Regions from separate parts of the Pan troglodytes genome. Here region 2 is linked to region 1. The links are chromatin contacts, called in public capture Hi-C maps. All regions are on one chromosome and are shown on one strand. The core of a region is the stretch at or near the end of the contact, and the rest is flanking DNA. Distances in the headings are between cores, read along the strand shown.

Region 1 (3,336 bases), core at 237-2,736:
ATTTCAAGCAGCATAGAAAACAAGAATATAAAATATTTCATTAATTTTCCAGCTCTTAGGGAAGTTGATGAATTTTATTTTAATTACTGAATTTTATTTTAATTACATTTTAAAATGACAAGATATTGGATATATCTTATTAAATATATTATTATTAAATTTATTTTTATGGTGTTTCTTTTTACCTTTTTTTTTTTTTTTTTTTTTGAGACAGGGTCTCACTCTGTCCCCTAGGCTGGAGTGCAGTGGCATAATCATGGCTCACTGCAGTCTTGAACTCCTGGGCTCCAGCAATCCTCCACCTCAGCCTCCTGAGTAGCTGGGACTGCAGGGCACACCACCATGCCTGGCTAATTTTTATATTTTTTTGTGGAGACAGGGTCTTGTTAAGTTGCCTAGGCTAGTCTTGGACTCCTGACTCCAAATAATCTTCCCACTTCGGCCTCCCAAAGTGCTGGGATTACAGGCATGAGCCACCACACCTGTCCTTCTTATTTTTTATTTTTTTGAGACAGGGTCTCACTCTGTCACCCAGGTTGGAGTGCAGTTGTGTGATCACAGCTCACTGCAGCCTCATCTTCCTGGGCTCAAGTGATCACTACCTTAGCTTCCTGAGTAGCTGAACCTATAGGAGCGTGCCACCACACCTGGCTGATTGTTTTTTATCTTTTGTAACAACGGAATCTCCATATGTTACCTAAGCTAGTCTCCAACTCCCAGACTGAAGCAATCCTCCCATCTCAGCCTCCCAAAGTCCTGGGATTACAGGTGTGCACCATCACGCCCAGCCAGCCTGTGAGTTCTGACAGCAGCTGTGCTGGGTTCATTGTTGTCACTCCAATGTCTAGTGCACAGAGTAGGAGAGGGAGGGGACAGGCACAGGGATGTCTGAGGGCTTCCCACGCACCAGGTGCTGTGTTAAGCCTCATGCATCTCGTTTTGTCCTCCCAGGAACCCTGTGCCAGGGATGGTGGCGTGGCAGCAAGGCGGAGAGCAGGAGGGCTCATTTAGGCCCCAGGCTACGGTCAGGCGTGAGGGGACAGGTAGAGTCCTCTCTGCTTTGTAGGCCTCCCGGGTTTCTAGACAAGAGGACACCACCCTTCTGCTACCACTTTGCATACTTCCTGGGTCACCGTCTTCCCAACTGGGGCTCAGACATGGCCATTGTGAAATTTGTTCTGTCTCCTCTCAGACTCTGCCTCCCACTCCCATATCCAGACACGTTCCTGCTAGTGACAGCCACACGACCCTCCCAAAAACCACACGCCCAGCCTGGCAGCCTTCCTGGGCCTCAGGAGTGTGGTAGCTTTGGAGAAGGGCTTCTGACTCAGGCAGCTGAGCTTGCTGCCAGGTGGGGACTGGCTCTGGTCTCAGTGTATCTCTGGGCCCCTTCCCAATCCCAAAATGAAAGTCCCTCTTCAGGAGTGTAACCATCCAGGAACCTACCCTCAGCTCAGGGAGCACCCAGTGTCTGCTCATAAAAAATGGCCACAAGGTGGCACTGTTCCCACAGCCATTCCCTTCCCCCACGGCAAGACCACGGGTCACACCTGCATCCAACAAAAATATTACAGCTTTTGGAAGAGGTTTTCCCTGGACTGGTTGGTGAATTTCATTCTCAGTCTTCAGCTGCCAAAGGTTGTTTAGACTCGGGAATTCTGCTATAAAAAATGGTCATCTCTGAGTGCACACTTAAAAGTCAAGCAGGTTATGACTCATTGTCAATCCCCCTGCAAAGGAATTCTGTCCTGAGAGGCCTCGTGCACGCCTGACACATACAAGAGGAATGCACACACGTTAAGCAGAAAGCACGTGGGTCTTCCGTGTGCAGACACGAAGGCCGGGAAGAATGGCCCTACAGGTGATCTAGCCGTGTTCTGGTTTTCTTTTTTTGTTTTAGCCTTAGGATTTTTATTTAGGAGAAAAAACAAAACAAAACAAAACAAAAACAAAAGCCACTGCCCTGACTATGGAGTAGCCATTCTTTTATTTTCTTACTTTGTTAATAAACTTACTTTCACTTTAAAAGAAAAAGAAAACCAAAAAGACCTCACATAGAAGCCAAATAAGTAAAATGGTAAAATTTGAAAAATATATGGCGGTTCTGGTTGCAGATGTGGGGATAAAAGAATCTCTTCCCAGTGAAGAATTTTCTAGAGCAGAATTTGAAATGTATCCATCTAGTCTCACTGGCTTATTTTATAGGAGAATAAACTGAGACTCAGAGAGGAAAATGACTTGTTCAAGATCACATACTACTTTGGAATGTTTTCATTTTAAATGAAAGTCTCAAAAGGCAGGTATTTTCACTGAGAAACAAAAACAGTTTTTATTTTCTCTGACATATGTCCAGATGCTCTTCAAGTTACGGTGACCCGGGGCACAGGAAGAGTACTGCCTGACACTTCTACACAGCTCTGTTCATTTCAAATGCTTTCAGCATCTGTTGCCCTGTCTGGCCCTCACAATACCCCTTAGAGTTTGGCAGGGCAAATGGATACCCCATTTGTCTGAGGCGAGACCAAGGCACAGAGACGGAACTGGGCTTGCTTTAGGACACAAAGTGAGTGAGTGTCACTAAAAAATAAAATAAAAGACTAGCATCCAGGACTCCAGCAGCAATCCTACACAATCGTCTAGAGTTAAGTTTATGCTATGTCAGGGGGGAAACAAACAAGCAAAAAAAAAACAGACGAGGCTGCTCGGTATTGGTGCTCAAGTGATGAAAAAGAAAAGTGAGGGCAGAGGCTCCCTCGTTGAGAATAGAACCCCGCTTTCTTCAGTTTTACATTTCATGATGAGGCATTACAGCTGGTATATTGTAGGATTCTGAACATTCATTGAACGAATAAATAATCATGACATGGATACATACATAAATACATTTGGCCCCTGAGACAAGTAATTAAAATTCTGCATGAGTTAACACCATTTCCATAACCCACATGGACAGAAACTCTTGATAGATGTCTTGGAGGAGAATAGCTTTCAAGGTACAGGGAGATACGTTGGTCTCTCTCTCCTCTCTTTCTCAACAGTAACCTTCGGAGAAAGGCAACCTTCAAACAGTGCTGGATTCCTGCAGCATTTTTATTGTTCAAATCTTTTGTTTCTTCCCACTTACTAAGGATTTCTGTGCATTAAGTCTTGAGGAGTGTAGTATAGGGAAGTCAGCATATTTACTAATATAATATTTTGGAACTTAGACTTAAAACAAGAATATTTAAAGGTAGCCGTATGACGTTGAACAAGTTCTGGTTTGTAGTATAGGTGAGCAAGTGGGGAGGCAATGATTAGCAATTCAATTCTGCAAAACTTTACCAAACCCTCACATGC
Region 2 (3,336 bases), core at 293-2,792, 230 kb before region 1:
AGACCCAATCCCAAATGCGATTCCCTTCCTCCAACCCAGCTTCTGTCCCCATCTGGCAGCAGCCTGAGCATACCTGCTGTCCTCGCTGGTGACCAGGACACGCACAGCCAGCACATCCTGTCCAGCTGCTTCCTCCCCAGGGCTGATCCTCACTGAGGTCCACTCGGAGGGCAGGGGAGAGGCGGCGTCCCCTTCCGCATCACTGTGCTGTGGCTCAGAGATGCTCTTCGGCCTCTTGGGGGAGGTGGGCTCATCTGCTGAGAGGAGAGCAGGGTCTAGAGAGATGGTGCAAATGAATGGCCTAGCAGGACCCTTCCAGGGGCTCAGGGCCCGTCTAGGCCTGGGGTCTACTCAGATACTCCAAAGCTGACCTTCTTGTCCTCTGTGCCACCTCTGGAACCCTCACCCCCAAGCCCGCCAGATGCCCAGGCATTTAGGGCATATTTCCCACATGTAGGGCGTGAATGCACAGATCATCCTATTTAGTCCACAGGGAAGGTTCTGAAACATTCAGAGGGGCCATTCCAGGCTAACCAGCCTCTGAACTGCTGCTGTCAAGACGGCAACATCCAACATGTTGCTAAATCCAGTGGTAACATCTCAGTTCTCATCTTATTCAACTATTCTACACACCAGCAGCCTTTGACCCAGCTGGTCACTCCGTCCTAGAAACAGCTCTCTCGGCTTCTAGGATGGCAAGGCCAGCCCAATCCCCAGCCCCTACTTCACTGGCTGTCTCCTTCATTTCCTCTGCTGGCTCCAGCTTCTTCCCCTGACCTTGTAACACTGAAAGATCCCAGGACTCAGTCTCTGAACCTCTTTTCTTCTCTGTCTACACTCATGCTCTTGATGCCCTCATCTGGTCTCATGGCTTTAAATAACCCCAGGCAACAATGACCCCCAGATTTCTATCTCCAGCCCGGACATTCCTGATTCTAGACTTATATAGACCACTGCTCACTTGCATCTCCATCTAAGTGTCTAACAGACACATCAGACTCATCAAGTCCGAACAGAGTTCTTCACCTTCTCCACCCACCCAACATGTCTTGCCCATAGCCTTCCCCCTCTCAGTAAATGGCAACTTCAGCTTCCTGTTGCTCCAGCCAACACCTCGCCAGCATCTTTGACTGCTCTCGTCCTTTCATTCTTCATTCAAGCCATCGGCAAATCCTGGTGGGTCTGCCTTCAAAACACGTCAGGAATCCAGACCCTTCTCACCGCCTCTCTGCTTCCCACCCCTGGTCCGGCCACCATTGTCTTTTGCTTGGATCATAGAAACTGCCTCTGCCTGGCCTCCGTCCCTGCCCTCTTGCTGTGCCCCACCCCCACAGTCTATTCTCAACACAGCAGCCAGGGTGACTCAGTTAAAACCTGAGTGAGATCATGCCACTCCTCTGCTTAAAATCCCCCAATGGCCCCTCATTTACTCAGAGTGAAAGCTGAAGGCCCTACCGAGGCCTGCAAAGTCCAAGATAACGTAGTCCCCGTGCGTCCCATGACCTTGTCTCCTAGCACTGGCCCCAGGCTTGCCCTGCCCTCACCATGGCACCTCCGTGATGCTCCTCCAGCACTCTGGGCACACGTCCTTCTCAGACCCCTTGCACTGCTCTTGCTTCTGCCTGGAAGGTGTTATACCCAGACGTTTCCATGCAGGCCTCACTCACTCACTGGCTGTCTTCAAGTCCCTGTGGAACGTCACCCGCCCTGACCATCCTATTTAATATTGCAGCCCATGCCTCAGTGCTCTCCACTCCCCTTGATTTTCATTCATACTGTGTCTCACCCTCCAATAAACTATACAATTTCCTTTTTTCATTTTGTTTATTGTCTCTTTCTTCTATGACTAGAATGTAAGCAGTGATTTTTGTCTGTTTCATTTGTTGCTAGGGTGGTACCTGGTGAACGGTAGGCGTTTAGTGAGTGTCTGCTGAAGGAGTTCATGAGTGAATGCGCCCAGCTCTGTCTTGGCCACTAACTAGCTAGGTGACCTCATCTCCAGGGACAGTGTCCAGAGAACAGGTGTCATTTTTCCTCTTCAAGATGGAGCCTTCACCTGAACTTGGCTCCCTCTCACTTCCCTCCTCCCTCTCCACAGTGTCATTCTTGTGTCCTCATTTGTCTACTGAATCTTTCCTGTCTATATTTAAATATGCTGAAAGTCTCCTGTCTTAAGAAAACTTGTTTTAATCCCAGTCCTCACCCCCAGCCCCCAGCCTACTCTTTCTTCTTCCTTCTTAGCCAAGCTTCCTGGAAGGGTTGGCTACACTCTTCTCTCTCTCCTCTTCTTTATGAACCCCCTATTCCTATAATCCTGCCTGTGCTTCCACCACTCCCAAACTACCCCCAGCACAGTCCACAGTGACCTCCTTGTTGCTAAGTCCAATTCACAGGACTTTGGGAGTCCTCCTGCGGTCATTGAGCCTGCCCTATCCCTGCTCCCAGGGACACCTTCTCTCCCTGCCCCTGTGGCTGGCCGTCTCAGCTATCCAGTATTCCAGCCAACCCTTAAACACCGGAGTTCTCCATGCATCCACCTGAGCCCTCTCATCTTTTTACCCCTGTGTTCTCTCTGGGAGATACAATCTCTTCCCAAACTGTATTTATCACCTGTGAAGATGACTGAAGAAATTTTGATTTTTATGTGAAATACCTCATCTTAAAATATCAGACACATCAAAAAAAAAAAAAAAAAAACACGTCTGCAGCAGACTGAGCAAGTGGGTTGCTAGTTTGTAGCCCCTGGTGCATGTGGATGCTTGCTGTGTGCACGTGTCTACACTTCTAAGTTAGTGTAACTGGGGATGGAAGGCATTTGAGGAATGTAATCAGATGCTTCACTACATAATAATAATGACATGGCGATGGTGGTGGTGGTGGCAGCATTAGTCATAATAAAAGCAGTTGCAGCTTACTTTTATTGGGTGCTCAATATATACCAATAATTGTTTGAGCATCTGACATGTATTAAGTCTATTAAATCTCACCCGATCCTCTCAGAAAAGCATTGTTATTACCCCCATTTTCCTGCTGAGAAAACTCAAGCACAGAGAGGTTACGACACCAGCACAAGGTCATGTATTCTGTCAGAGGACGGGGATCAGTCTGCGTGTCTGTGAGCACAACAGAACCATGAATGGACACTGTTGCGCATGACCTTTGTGCTGGGGGTTTTGGCTGGAAAGTGCCCCCAGTTCTTTACGCCCTCCCTATACTAGAGTTGTGCTTTACGCTGTGACTTTGCAGTCCTTCCTGCTGGAGTTGGTGGGGTGTATAGCCCTGCCCCATGGACGTGAGGCTTGGCGGCAAGGCTTGCTTTGACCTGTGGTAACTCGT

Evidence for each region. Capture Hi-C pulls out chosen DNA fragments and counts their contacts.
Region 2: a contact with region 1 is called in a capture Hi-C map of stem cell-derived neural stem cells, with 7 times the contacts expected there. The contact joins two enhancer-like sites. A contact is called at or near these places in 4 of 7 Hi-C or Micro-C datasets (blood, induced pluripotent stem cells and stem cell-derived neural progenitor cells) and 1 of 1 other capture datasets (stem cell-derived neural stem cells).

Annotation. Positions count from the first base shown.
Region 1 is chr9:16,198,836-16,202,171 of NHGRI_mPanTro3-v2.0_pri, reverse strand. No RefSeq gene overlaps it. Among named protein-coding and RNA genes, the nearest start is that of DKK3, 34 kb to the right of the region's middle. Within about 2 kb of position 1,486, at least 10 of the 24 cell types and tissues checked have an H3K27ac peak or open chromatin away from gene starts, as enhancers often do. A contact at or near this core is called in stem cell-derived neural stem cells, where this site is marked.
Region 2 is chr9:16,429,312-16,432,647 of NHGRI_mPanTro3-v2.0_pri, reverse strand. MICAL2 (microtubule associated monooxygenase, calponin and LIM domain containing 2) reads right to left here. Exons shown (of 36, transcript XM_016920387.4): 26 at 74-275. Among named protein-coding and RNA genes, the nearest start is that of PARVA, 100 kb to the left of the region's middle. Within about 2 kb of position 1,542, at least 1 of the 24 cell types and tissues checked has an H3K27ac peak or open chromatin away from gene starts, as enhancers often do. A contact at or near this core is called in stem cell-derived neural stem cells, where this site is marked.